Regions from separate parts of the Gossypium hirsutum genome. Here region 2 is linked to region 1. Evidence: chromatin contacts called from public Hi-C data. All regions are on one chromosome and are shown on one strand. The core of a region is the stretch at or near the end of the contact, and the rest is flanking DNA. Distances in the headings are between cores, read along the strand shown. Region 1 holds the start of LOC107922000 (epidermal growth factor receptor substrate 15). Region 2 holds the start of LOC121213871 (glycosyltransferase family 92 protein Os08g0121900).

What was found. Hi-C and Micro-C count contacts between places; a contact is called where the count stands out from the background.
Region 2: a contact with region 1 is called in a Hi-C map of hypocotyl, with 2.5 times the contacts expected there. The contact joins the promoter of LOC121213871 here to the promoter of LOC107922000 in region 1. A contact is called at or near these places in 2 of 34 Hi-C or Micro-C datasets (hypocotyl and leaf).

What each region holds. Positions count from the first base shown.
Region 1 is chrD01:15,766,880-15,774,358 of Gossypium_hirsutum_v2.1, reverse strand. It overlaps LOC107922000 (epidermal growth factor receptor substrate 15), which reads left to right and starts at 3,688. Exons shown (of 13, transcript XM_016851810.2): 1 at 3,688-4,333; 2 at 5,175-6,279; 3 at 7,350-7,479. The coding sequence starts at 4,199.
Region 2 is chrD01:15,914,195-15,920,863 of Gossypium_hirsutum_v2.1, reverse strand. It overlaps LOC121213871 (glycosyltransferase family 92 protein Os08g0121900), which reads left to right and starts at 2,859. Exons shown (of 1, transcript XM_041087131.1): 1 at 2,859-4,928. The coding sequence starts at 2,886. The coding sequence ends at 4,613.

The sequences.
Region 1 (7,479 bases), core at 2,439-4,938:
TTGGGTAAGCTTTGGAAGAACTCCATTGACTTCCAGAAAGTGTTATTAATGCACTGATTGATTTTTCTCAATGAGATATTGGGCAAATATAATAGGATGTTAAGACCTACAAAAATAAAACCGACTTAAAAAGATGAATTAATAGAAAGCAACAAGTAGGATTGCATCCACAAAGATTAATAATAATTCTATTTCTTAAATAAAACCAAGTGAAATAAATAAAAGTGGGAGTTTTTTTAGAAAATTAAAAATTTAAAGAAAAAATAGTAAATAAAAATTTGAGAAAATCAATGAGGAAAAGCTCTAGCCAAAGGTAAAATATTTGTTTAATTCATAGATTCAATCATCAATACAAGGATAACTTCAATGTCTTTAATAAATTAGTTTTAATTGTTGACTCAACACCAGATAACTAATCTCTCCTTACTTATTTGATAACCAAGAGACAACTCATTTGAAATTACTTCCTAACCAATAAATAACCTTGTAACCCAAGGCCCAAAGTTTAATTTACTGGTTACATTAAGAATAAGAGAGACCTAATTCTAACCGAAAAAAAAATTACCCCAGTAGGGTTAATTGAAGCTAGATCACACATCCACATCCACACCACATAATCATAAACTATGACATAAACAATTTATGCAGTTCGTCACTAGTATTAAAATGAATTAAATAATTACAAATTTAATTATTCTAATTGACAAGATCATTCTAAGCTATCAAATACTAGTAAGATATTTAACATACTTGAAAAATCATAATTATAATAGAAGATGCATGAATACTAAAGAACAATAAAGAATTTAAGCACAAAATAAGTTTTATGAATTTATTGAATCAAACTTCAAGTAACCTTCGATTAGAAAAGAGGAGTTTAGAAAACCATAAAATAAAGAAAGCACAAAAATAAAATAATACTAAGAGTGGCTATGTCTAAGTACCTTTCATCTTAACTTAATAATGTCTATTTATAGTGTGAGAAAAATACAAAAGTGCCCTTAATTAACTAAAGTGGAATTTTTCTAGGTTTCTTGGCAATTTTCGCTTCAAACTTCTAGGCCATTTTTGAATACCTTCCTAAATTTTTTTGGGCTTGAGTTGTGAGATAAATTTGGTTAGATCTTTCAATTTCCTTTGAATTGGTATATTATGGATCCAATACGGAGCTCTATACCTTAAGTTATGACCAAAATATTGACATTGTGTTGTGTTGATAGTCTAATCCGCAAAAAATTGGCAAAAATAAATTCTAAGCTCATTTTTCTCTAATTATTTCCTAAATCAATAATAAATAAAATATAAGTATAAATAATATAATTAAGAACATAAATAGCATAATTTAAGGGGAGAAATATCACAATTAAATCGAGAAATTACGCTTTTATCAATATACCATGTTGTTTAATAACAAACCGTCATAAGTTTGTCAAAAACATAATGAGACTCCATGTTTTCTTTCTCCACAATCACACTCTATCCGAATGATGTTTCAGTTCCCGTCTTAAGCAACAACAATTAGAAGGATCTGCTTATACTTACTGTAAATCCAAGTCCTGTCTATTTGGACAATGGGCTTACAATTTGGCCATTTCTTAATCAATGGATCAAATGTCCAAATTTATCGGTGGAATATTTTCATGCCTTCCACTAGTTAACTGAATGGATCTTATGTACTGAGGGTTTGCAATTCCACCACAATACTTGGTGCAAATTGTCGCATTGTTGCTAACGATGACTGCAACTCATTGTAAAAGTTGTCCCAATCTCCAAACAATCGGGAAATGACCTTCTGTTTTGCATGCTAAGCTTTTCGATAACTGATGGTGTACTTATATTGAGATTGCACGTCGATGATCATAACAATAACTGGAATAGTTGCGCGTGCATTCACCAATGGCATAATGCAACTACAAATTAAGTCCAAATCTAATTTCTGGTGATCTTGTGAAAGTTGAGCAGAAGTGCATGTGTGGGTTTCGTTCCATTTTCGGATCTCTAAAACTTGTGTCCTCTTCCTAAGCGTAACCCTAACTCTCTAATTACACCCATTCTTGTACTTCCAACATTCGCTAACGTACAAAGCCATTGAAGATACCACAACTTTGTAACCAACACAAGTTTTGATACTGTAGTACTTGATGGCTACCATAGTTTCATCCTTGGATGGAAATTGTGCCCTTACATATAAATCTTTAGAGTTTGCATTTGAACTTATTATATAGCTCGACACTATGTCAAGATATTTCGAAAATTCCAATGCCTCAATTGCATTTATGTCAATGTTGTGCATGTGGGATAGAGGTTCGTGGAGATGAAGAATGATATGACCAATCATCGTTGTCATCGTTATTGTTGACATTAGGAACTCCTTCAGATTCAGGATCATTAAAATCATTAGTATCTTCTTATTCATTTGGAAATTTGTAGCGCTCATCATCCATGTTCAAATTAATAGGAATCAATGAGGTAGATGGTGCAACATACTGGTATGAATCATCTAAAGCTTTGTTTGAGTTAAAACCCAAATTGATATAAATGATAAAATGAATTTTTGGTTGAATGGTAAAGTATAAATGATGAAAATTATAAAAGCTTGGGTTCAAAAGCTGTTATGTATGAATACATATTTTTCTATTTTTATGTATAAAATATATAAAATGATATAACTTATTTTGTAAAATAATGGTACTTTTATCATTAGCCAATTGAGTTGGTGCCTGATTGACTCATGATACAAATTCAACAAAATGCTTAATATATAATATAGATTATTACTTTGATTTATGCAATTCAAATCTTTTAGTCAATTTACTAACGTGTTATGTATTTGGCTGTGACACTGACACTAAAGTCAATCACTCCCATTATATATAATATCGACAATAAAGAATTATATATACAAAAACATATGTTTATTAACAAATTAAAAATGGATGTGGGTGAAAAAGATTATGTAAAAAAATAAATGAGACTCTGGTCAAAATAATAAGATTGGTTAACTTTTTTTCTTTTGTAGTCTCTAGCTGTTAAGTTACTAACATAAAAATAACTTGACATCTTTTAAGATTGGCATAATAGCAATTTAACCTTTGATATTTATACATTGTATAAATTTAGTCTTGATTCTAAAAAAATTAGCCCTCAACATTTACACATTGTCTAATTTGGTCTTTTTTGTAGTTTTATTTTTCTTTTTGACATCGAGAGTTAATCTTAAAAAAGAAGAAGAGAAAATATGAAAACTATTATATTAGATTTTGGATGTTTCTGTTTTTGGGATATTTTCTATTAAATTTAGTTGATAAATTTGTTTTTTTAGCCTTTTAGGTGAAAGTGTCACAAAAAAAAGTAAAATTACAAAAAAAGACCAATTACGCAATGTGAAAATGTTAAAGAGTTAAACTTTTTAGAATCAAGACTAATTTGACACAATGTATAAATGTTAAGTGCTAAATCAATTTTAAAAGGTGCTGCGTCATCTTTTAGTTAGCCATTTAACTGCTGGTGAAAAAAAAAAGAACAAATTGAAAAATTAGGTGACCATTTTATAATTTTTTATAATTGGGTGGTAAAAAAAAACTTAACAATAATTGAATGACTATTAGTGCAGTTTATCAAAAAATAAACGTGGTGTCGTGGAGCAACGTGAAATAAAGACCGCCGCTACCAGCTCCATTGCGATTCCAGATTTCATTTGTTTGCTAATAATGTGCTTAGACTTTGGGCTTTATCAGTGGAGGTAGATGGTAATGGACTCCAAGAAATATTGCAGTTGGGTTGCCATGCGACTAAGCCCATATCATAATTGACTCCGATTGTCTCTCCTATTTCACCCAGTGCTTAGATTGAATCATTTAGGCAGTGGTCGTTTAAATCGCTTTTCTTCTCTCTCCACCTTCGTCTTTATTATTGCTATTCATTCTCCTCTCCTCGATCTCACCACCAAACACCCTAACTCCCATTCTATATCCACTCTCTCTGTTTTATCGCGTGTACTTTCTTTCCTTTTCTTTTATTGTTCAAATTGTATTTCCTATTTCGAGATTCAATTGTTTCGATTCTTTTTGTAACCTGTTGTATTTCCCCTGTACTTGAGTTTGTGATCTGGTTCTGGATTTTATTTTCCTAGCCTGATCTAGGAGAGCTATACAATTAGTTCAGAATTCGCTTCAATTCTTTGTTTGTGGGCGTTTCTATGGCGGGGCAAACTCAGGATCAATTCGAAGTTTACTTCAGGAAAGCAGATTTAGATGGGGATGGCAGAATTAGTGGAGCTGAGGCTGTTTCTTTCTTTCAAGGATCCGGTTTGTCCAAACAAGTCCTCGCTCAGGTCCCTCTATTTCTCCCCTTACATTTCATTTCTTATCAGAATCGGGATCTCTAGGAACTCGCCTTTTCCGAATATAGGTTAGATTGTATTTAGTTGTAACCTGGTGAAACTTCTCAATAAAACCTAAAGACTTGGCTGCTGTTTTTCTTTTCTACAATTATCACTCTCCAGCTTCAGATTTCTCTTAACCAACTTGTGGTTTGCTTATGGGTTTTGTTCCTTGTACGTCAAGAATTTATCAAATACTTGAAAGGTTTCAATTGTCTACTTTTTCGAGGATGTTATTAATAAGCTTTCAGAGTGCTAAAATACTTGTCTTTTTGGTCGAAGTTTCACTTGGAAGTACAATATCATACATCTGCAATAGGAACTTATCTAGCTTTTTTTTTTGTGATTTAAATGTTGAATCTTGCCTTTGTTAGCTGCTGAACCAGTGACTGTTGTTTTGTTCTAGATTTTATTAATGTACTGTCTGTTACTCTGACACATAGGGGAGGCTACAAGTTGATGGGTTGTAGATCACTACATCTATATTTCGATATAGTAAAAAAATCGAAGAATCATTTTAATTCTGATGAAATAACAGATGCAATGCCTTCAGCGTTGCGCTACTTTCTGTAGCATTTGGTGGTCTATGGTGGATTTTCACGCACTGAATGGCATGGTTTAGGGATTGGAATTTTTTATTTCTGGATTTGAATTGGATTAGTACACGTGTAACTTGTTGTACATATCTTATAGCGATTCTTGCGACCTATACCCTCTGTTTTTGTATAAACCTATTTGGCCAAGGAAGTTGATATTATGGGTCCATTCATATCAATTTATCCTATGACTGCAGATATGGGCATATGCTGACCAAAGTCATAGTGGTTTCCTGAGCAAGCAAGAGTTTTTTAATGCTCTCAAGCTTGTGACCGTAGCACAAAGGCGTGAATTAACACCAGACATTGTCAAGGCAGCATTATATGGCCCTGCTGCAGCAAAAATTCCAGCTCCGCAAATTAATTTTCCTGCCACATCTGCTCCACAGATGGGTGCAGCTGTGCCACCATCCTCTCCAAGTGTTGGGTTCAGAGGACCAGGAGTTCCAAATGCTGGTATGAGCCAGCAGCATTTTCCATCTCAACAGAACCTGTCAATGAGACCCCAACAAACCATGCCTGCTGCTACTGCCCTGCACCCTTCTCAAGGTATTGCAGCTCCAGAGTCTTCTAGGGGAGGTAATATAGTTGGTCAACCTCAAGCTAGGCCTGCTGGTTCTACTCCACTTTCACATCAATCAATGCCCACCGGTGCTACAGGTCCCAGTTTAACAAATCAAAATATGTCTAGCAATTGGCTTTCTGGAAGGCCTGGTGGAGCTTCAACTGGGCCACGAGGGGTCGCTCCATCAACAGCACCAAGGCCACAAGCTGCAGTTTCAATGTCCTCCCAGCCTACTGCTAATGATTCTAAAGCATTGGTTGTTTCTGGAAATGGGCTTGCTTCTGGCTTGGCATTTGGAAGTGATGCATTTTCTGCAACCTCGTTTACACCAAAACAAGAATTATCTACACAAACCTTTTCTCCCCACAGTGCACCCGCCTCACCAGGGATTACACCAGTTTCAAGTGGGGCCCAACCCTTAGTTAAGTCCAACTCTCTTGATTCATTGCAAAGTACGTTCTCTATGCATTCTGCTGGTAGTCAAAGTCAAAGGCTATACTCGTCTCCAATCCAAGGCCAACCAGTTTCTTCCCCAAGCTCCTCTTTTACACCATCAGGAATCTCTGCTGGAGCTGTGAATGCTGCCCCAAATAGTTCCCAGCCTCCGTGGCCAAAAATGAAACAATCTGATGTTCAGAAATATACGAAAGTGTTCATGGAAGTGGACACTGACAGAGATGGGAAAATAACTGGTGAGCAGGCAAGGAATCTATTTTTGAGTTGGAGGCTACCTAGAGGTATGATAATTTCTTATTCTGTTATTATCCAAATAAGTTTCTGAGATATGAATCTATGCATGACATAGATGGTTTATCTATTTAGTTTAACATGTATGGTGATTTCTTATGAATAAAAAAATAGTGTTAGGAATTTCACCATTGTTGAGATGCTGAGAACATATAATTCGTTATTGTGCTCATGGTCTGATGTCTTTTATGTTTTCTTTTTTCAAAATTTTATTTGTGAATATTATCATATCAAAAAAAGGTTTGTTTTTGAATATTCTGGTTTAAGATTTTATTCTTGTAGGGTCTAGGTAGTGAAAATATTTTTTGCTGCTAAGGTGGTAAACTGATGATGCCTATGTATTTTTAGATGGTCTCATTCCATGAATCCTTCTTTCTACTAAAACATTTTGCAGTGTTGTCAAGGCATGCACCTAGGTGCGCCTGTGCATTAGCATTATACAAAAAAAAAAAAATGCCTCAGACCCTTCTAGGTGAGACCCATTTGATCAAGCACACACTTGGTGCTCCTAAACACTTTTTTGTAAGAAAATAAGCAAAAAGAAAGCCCACCTGATTGAATTTCTCTTTAATTATTTTCACTGTTTTCATTTGATATACCTTTAGTAGTAAGAAATGGATACTTTTGAACTCTATACTTCTCAATATTTCAGTATTCAACGACAAACATTGACCATAAGGAAATCATGCATATTGACTGATAAAAAAAGTTGCATGTTTTGTAGGTAAACTAGACCACACTTTAGAGGTTACTATATATATTAAGCTGTATATGTTATATATACATATGTAGACTTTCAAGAACGAATGCATATGCATATTGTGCTTTACTTCACTCAGGCTAATGCTTTTTTGCATCTTCTGCCTGAGGCAATATAAGGGTTCTAGCACCTAGAATGCACCTTTCACCCTTGAAAACACTGATTTTTTGGCATACTTACTGAAGAAGTCCTATTAGTGCAGTGTTTCTTTGAAATATTTCCATGGTTGGTCCTGTTGGAGCAGAGGCCTTTGTTACTTGGGGTAAACATATTTAACATTGTCTCTTTTGTCTTTCACAGAGGTTTTGAAGCAGGTTTGGGACTTATCTGATCAGGATAGTGATAGTATGCTATCTTTGAGAGAGTTTTGCTTTGCTCTCTATTTGATGGAACGGTATAGGGAAGGCCGTCCTCTTCCACCTGCACTCCC
Region 2 (6,669 bases), core at 1,610-4,109, 150 kb before region 1:
GAATTAATTAAAGTTAAATGATGAATTGTTGAAGTAGCACTAATCCTGATTTGATTAGAAAATGATAGCACATGGTTGATATAATTGACTTATTAATTAGTAATTACGGGGCATTTTCTTTTATTAAGTTTGACATCGCTCCATTAAAACTTTTTTGTATAACTAAGTGATAAAATTAATTTCAGTAGTTAACCAAGGAATGAAATAAAATTTGGTAGATGATAGTAGTATTTCCGCAAACAAAATTCCTTTTCTTTCTGTAGTTTACATATAAATTCGATATGTATACATAAATGTGTTAAAATTGACATTAAATAAGTTATAAAGAGTGTATAAGTTTCTTAGAAATTTTCATAAAGAAAGAATGATTACATCTCATACAAACAAAAAATCAAAAGCATACGAAGTCACAAACCCAATTACATAGAGCGAGAAAAACAATCAAGGACCTTAGCCTTGTACAAGATAAAGCCTTGAAAGGCAAGTAAACCTATCAGTGTATGATGGACAACGAACCTCCATTGCTTGAATAAGGCCTCCCTGCTTAAAGTGGGAGTAAGGAGGGACCTCAACATAATATGTTGGCACTTCAGGCACAACAAATGGAATGGGATCCAAGCAAAATGGATTCTCATGAACTCGACAAAACCACAGGTAACCAAAGCACGATCTAATCCATGGACCAAGTGTTATTATTCCGATAATTTGTGTTAGTTCATGCGGTGAAAAATGGTTGGAGTCCGACCACAAGAACATAACCAAGAAATGGTTAGGGGAGGATGGCGACCAACTATTCAACCAACATACAATCGACCACCATGAACACTTTCACAACTTTTGGGCCTTTTGCCCGATCTTTTATCGGAGATCCAAAAGGTCAAACTCCTTGGAAATATGAGAGGAGAGTTTGACCAATAACTCGCGACAGTTGGACAGTGGGAGGCTAACGATCGAAGGAAGGCTTATTTTTATTTTTAGAGTTCTAGAAATCCCAAGCTGTTCTAGGGGAGTAGAGACAGGTTTGCTGGTGTCCTTTAAGGGTGGAATGCAAGTAAAAGAGTCGGTCGATGTGAGAAAAACACACACACAGAGCATAGCATGAATGGGGTTTGTTTTTATAGGAATAACATTTTTTTTAATATTATAGCATAAAGGATAAATTACAAAAATAGTTATTTATGCATTGAGGTAGAGACTTGATGTTGCTAAGATCTGTGTGAAGATTGAAGTTGATAGACCTATTCCTAGTACTATTAAGGTTGAGCTTGATGATGGAGTAAGCTTTGATATATTGAGTGATGTTGTGTGGCTTCCTCCAAGGTGTGAACCAACTTCGATTGCACCATCATTTTTTTCTCTTTATCTTCTTCCTTATTGATATAATTTAAACCATACATAAATGACTTACCCTAATATAAATTATTTTTGTTGAAAAATATAATAATTAAATCAATCCAATTAAGAATCATAAATATATCCCTAAATCATAATAATATATTCTGTTTGCTGCCTCCGGATAAAGTTGAACCAAGGACAAATTTTATTTATTGATGTAGATAAATGTGGACTAGCATAAAAGCTCAAATTTACATGAGGTAATTAAAATTTAAAAAAATTATCATATATTTTATCTTTTTCTTACTACATATATAAAATTTGTAGAGTTTTAAAACTCAAGCATGTACCAAATATTGCTGAAATTAGTGAAATGTTGTGAAATGGACCTAACTTACAATGGGATTGGGATTTACTTAACCATCTCCAAATCTCACTACTACAACTCCTCTTCAAACCAGGCATTGAAATTTGAAACCCTTCCCCTTCCCCATCAAGCACTTGTAAACAACGTACCAAAACTTAAGTTACTATTCACAACTTAAGCATTCCGCATGCTAATAATAACAGCGTGAAGCTCGAAATTAAATTGTATATTTTTATATAATTTTATCTTTTTAATAGTTTATATTTTTATGATTTTTAAAGGATTAAATCAAAGTTCTATCATTTTTAAAAGATTAAAATATAATTCTACTATTACTAATTTAAAATTTTATAAATTATTATATATATATATATATGATTTGAAGGCCTTTAATTTATTAACTTTGTACTTTCAAGGCCCTTTTTATATCAATCAGCTTCATGTTTAACATTTTCTTTTCGTTTTTTACTTTTCATTAGTTTTATATTTAAGATTTTGGTTTAATTTAAATTTTTATTTATTTAAATAATTAAAAACACTTTTTAAAATCTAATTGAAAAAAGAAGAAGAATTTTCAAATAATTTAAATATTTTAAAGACCACTTATAGAGAAAAATTAACAGGTTTCTGTATTTAACTTTTAAAATATTATTTCCAATACGCCATATTTTAATTTTAAAGTAACAAATATTTATACAATAAAAATTAATTTAAATAATAAAATTTTTAAAATCAGTATTTAATGTAATATATATTTTAGAATTTCAAGATAATAAATAAAAATAAATTTATCAAATTCATTTGTGATCAAATTATTGCACATTTTTTAATTACTATTTAGTCAAAAATTTATGAAAGATATAGGTCCAACAACAATAATGTTACACCTTAAAGATGAAAATTTATATTTTATATTTACTATTCAGTCAATGTTAGAATTTGTTAATGAAATTAAAAAATAATAATTTTTATTGTTTAAAAATGAATATAACTTGATTATAATTTCTAATAATAGTAATTATACAAAATTATTAAAAAAGAATACTTTTTGTTAAATAATTTTGAGAAAACCTGAGTGAAGAAACAATCCAACGTGATTCCCCTATAAAGAAATTTCCATCCCCCCTTTTATTTTATTACTTGGTCGCCCTTTTACTTGGAGTCCACCTACCCCAAACAAATCATGCCTCGGAAAGCCCCCACTTCCATCTTCCTGATTTTCCTCTGCCTTCTTCTGCTCGCTTTCTATTCTCTTCTTCTCTCTCGCTCTGCCATCTCTTTATCCCCTACCCACCTCCGCTTTCGTCCCCGAAACCTCACCCCTCGATACGACGCTCCCGATTCTTTCAACCATGTTATTAGAGAAGATATCAATGAGCTCACTCACCGGACTCGACTCGTCACCTCCATTCAATGTCCCGTCGAGTCGGTTTCCGTTCTTTTACCGAACTGGGAGGTCCTTGTTCTCGTCTCTCATGACACCCCGCTGACGTCGAATCTCGGATTCGGCGGTTTTTATTGCTTTTTCCCAAGAAACGAGACTTCCCCGGCGAATTTCTCGGGGGTCTTACCTTTCACCAGTGCCACCACGTTCAAGTGCACTCTTCCGAACCGGAACCGTAGGCTCCAGCCTTTTCACCAGCCCGTCCTGACGAGGTTTCCGGAGATGGAAACAAACGTTATCTCTGCGGCGCCGGTAATGCCGCGGTGGGACTTCTTGGCGTATGAGTGTTTCTCTACCGAGACAGACGTGGTTCTTTTTGTTAAAGGCGTTAACAACCGCCAAGGTATCAACAAGTCTCCAGAGGAATTCCGTTGCGTTTTCGGTAACGACATCAAGAACGCCGTTAAAACCCCCGTTACCAGCTCCAAGCAGGAGGTATTCAGGTGCCTTCATCCCAATTTAATGGAACTGAGTATTTCACCTTCAACCACCGCCGCCGCCAAAAGAATCAAAGTCTCCATCGAAATCAACAGAGAAAAGCTGGTGGTCCCTTCGGTTGCGTATTACACTCCCCCCAGGCGGCACATGCCATCAAACCCAAACCCCACATCACTATTGTGCGCCACCACCATGGTTTACAACGTGGCCAAGTTCTTAAGAGAATGGGTCATGTACTATTCCAAGATTGGGGTGGACAAGTTCATCTTATACGATAATGGAAGCGATGATGATCTGGAGAGAGTCATAAAGGAGCTTAACGAAGAAGGGGATTATAACATTGAGAGGATTTTCTGGGTTTGGCCTAAAACCCAAGAAGCTGGATTCTCTCACAGCGCAGTTTATGCCAAAGATTCATGCACATGGATGATGTATGTGGATGTAGATGAGTTCATATTTTCACCATCATGGCTTAAGAATTTTTCTCAGCCGTCAAAAACAATGCTTAAATCATTGTTGTCAATATCATCCAATGGATCAATTGGTCAAGTTTCAATCAAGTGCAACGATTTCGGACCATCGGATCAAAAGAAGCACCCGGCAATGGGGGTAATACAGGGATACAACTGTAGAAGACAAGCCGAGCAACGCCACAAATCGATACTTCTATTGGAAGCGGTTGACCATTCGTTGCTTAACGTCATCCACCACTTTGATTTGAACAACAACCATTATAATTGGAAAGAGTTGCCATTAGAGGCTGGAGTGATCAACCATTATAAGTACCAAGCGTGGCCTGAATTCATGACCAAGTTTCGAAGGAGGGTATCGGCGTTCGTTGCCGATTGGAGAACAAGGGTTAACCCAATGTCCAAGGACCGGACCCCAGGGTTAGGGTTCCAACCCATCAAGCCAGAAGGTTGGGAAAATATGTTCTGTGATGTTAAAGATGATAGGCTAAAATTGTGGACTAAAAAATGGTTCGGTTCTCAAACACCACAGGGGTTAAAAATGGCATGGCAGCTATGAATTGAAGGTTGCAGAGGCATGCTTATGGATCACCCAATGTAGCCATAGCAATAGATTTTAATGGCAGATTTTTGGATTTTCAAAACTGACGACACTTTATTATATATATATGGAGTAGAGTAAAGATTTAATATTAATCCTTGGGTTTTCTTTTTCTATTCCTTTCTATGCAAGTAGAGAAAGGAATTTTGTGTTTAGAGAAGTCAACTTTTTGTATGCTTTTATTCCCATTTTGATTCAAATACTAATAATTAAATACAAGGAATCTGGCTGTATCCTCTTTAATTAATTAACCTTTATATTCGGGATTTAATCTAAACCATATACGGGAGATTGTAAATTACCACTTTTCTATTTTATACAAAAAAAATGAAGTCTTTTAAGTTCTTTTTCATTTTTTTACGTTTAAATATTTTTCACTCAAACTTGATTATATTTACTAATAGGGATTCACAAGTATCCTTTCTGAAATAATAAATTATTTAAAATAATACCAATTTATCAAATATTCATCTTTATTTTTATTTGATTCATTGTAACAAATATGTTAGCACTAACTAGAAAAAAATTAAGAATTAATAAATTAGAAATTTATTGCGCCATCAAAAATCCACTGCCTTAGAAATGAATTTGCCCTGACCGGTGTAATCGTGTAGTGGACGTCGTCCCCCAAGGTTAACACAATGCTTCAATATTCGTACACTCGAATAAGGAAGGCGGAACTCGATTGATATTGCTTTTCTCAAGGAAAACACAATAGGATCAATTCCTAGGAAAGTTTGGAGGGGTCACAATTGATCTTGCTTAAAACCCAAACTCTTAGACAGAATTTTTTCTAAAGTGATTTAGGGGAAAAACGACAGAATTTATAAGAAAATCGGAAAGGAAAGAAGAGGAGCAAAGTGCTTTCAGATAGTTTTTTTTTTTTTGGTGTGTGTGCTTAAAAAGAGGAAATCTACCCTTTATTTATACTAGAAATAGAAAGGTAAAACGATAAATAAGCAGGGGTAAAGGAGTAAAAAACATAGGGACAGTTTTGAAATTGTCCCACCATTTTCACGCTTAACAGCCAAAAAATATAATTGTTCTAGATTTTTCGTAATAGTAAAAAATGGGAACAAATAAAACTGTTTTAAAGATATTGTTTTCTGAAAAAAATAATAAAACTGTTATCCAAAAAGAAATACACGCAGTATGTGTTAATATGGACAAGGAACAGACCAAGCGAGCAGTGATGGCGTGCGTGTGACTATAGCTTAATTACTCAATGAGAGCACAAAGTAAAGCTATATAAAAACGCTATTTATAGCTTGTACTTAACCAATGTGGGATATACCCACTAACAACAACCCTTTGCATTACCAACAATCCCCCATTAATGTAAAGTAATTTGGAAATTTTGTAAACACAAGAAAAGTAGAGTTTTTTTTCCAATTAAAACGTGAGAAGAGCAACAGAGAAATTAGTTGCTTAAGCACTAGTATATTGTGAATTTGAACTAGTACATAGTGAAATAAGTGATTCTTCTCTTTTACAAGTGAACGAATCTTATTTGAATATGCCTCTTCTTACTATTGTAAGCTTAACTCTTAGCAACACAAATTGTGGCTTGCGAGTCACATAATAAATATACATGAGGTATTGATTTTTCCTGTAAAGGAATTTTTGCAAGTAGATTCCTAAGTCACTCGGCCTCTTACCCGGCTAAGTCAAGAGATATAAACTCTGAGTCCATCGTGGAGCGAGCAATACAGGTATGCTTAGCATACTTCGGCGAAATGGCTATTTCACCCAAAGTAAAGATATACCCACTTGTAGAGCTTACCTCATTATTATCAATTACCCAATTTACATCACAATAACCTTCAAGGACTGCAGAGTACCTGACAAATTCTAACTTCCAAGTTATAATACCTTTAAGGTATTTAAGCAAACACTTTAGAGCATTCCAATGCTCATTGCTTGGATTATAGGTATATCTACTTAGTCTACTAATCGCATAAGCAATGTCCGGTCGAGTGTAGTTCATCAATAACATAAGACTTTCAATAATCAT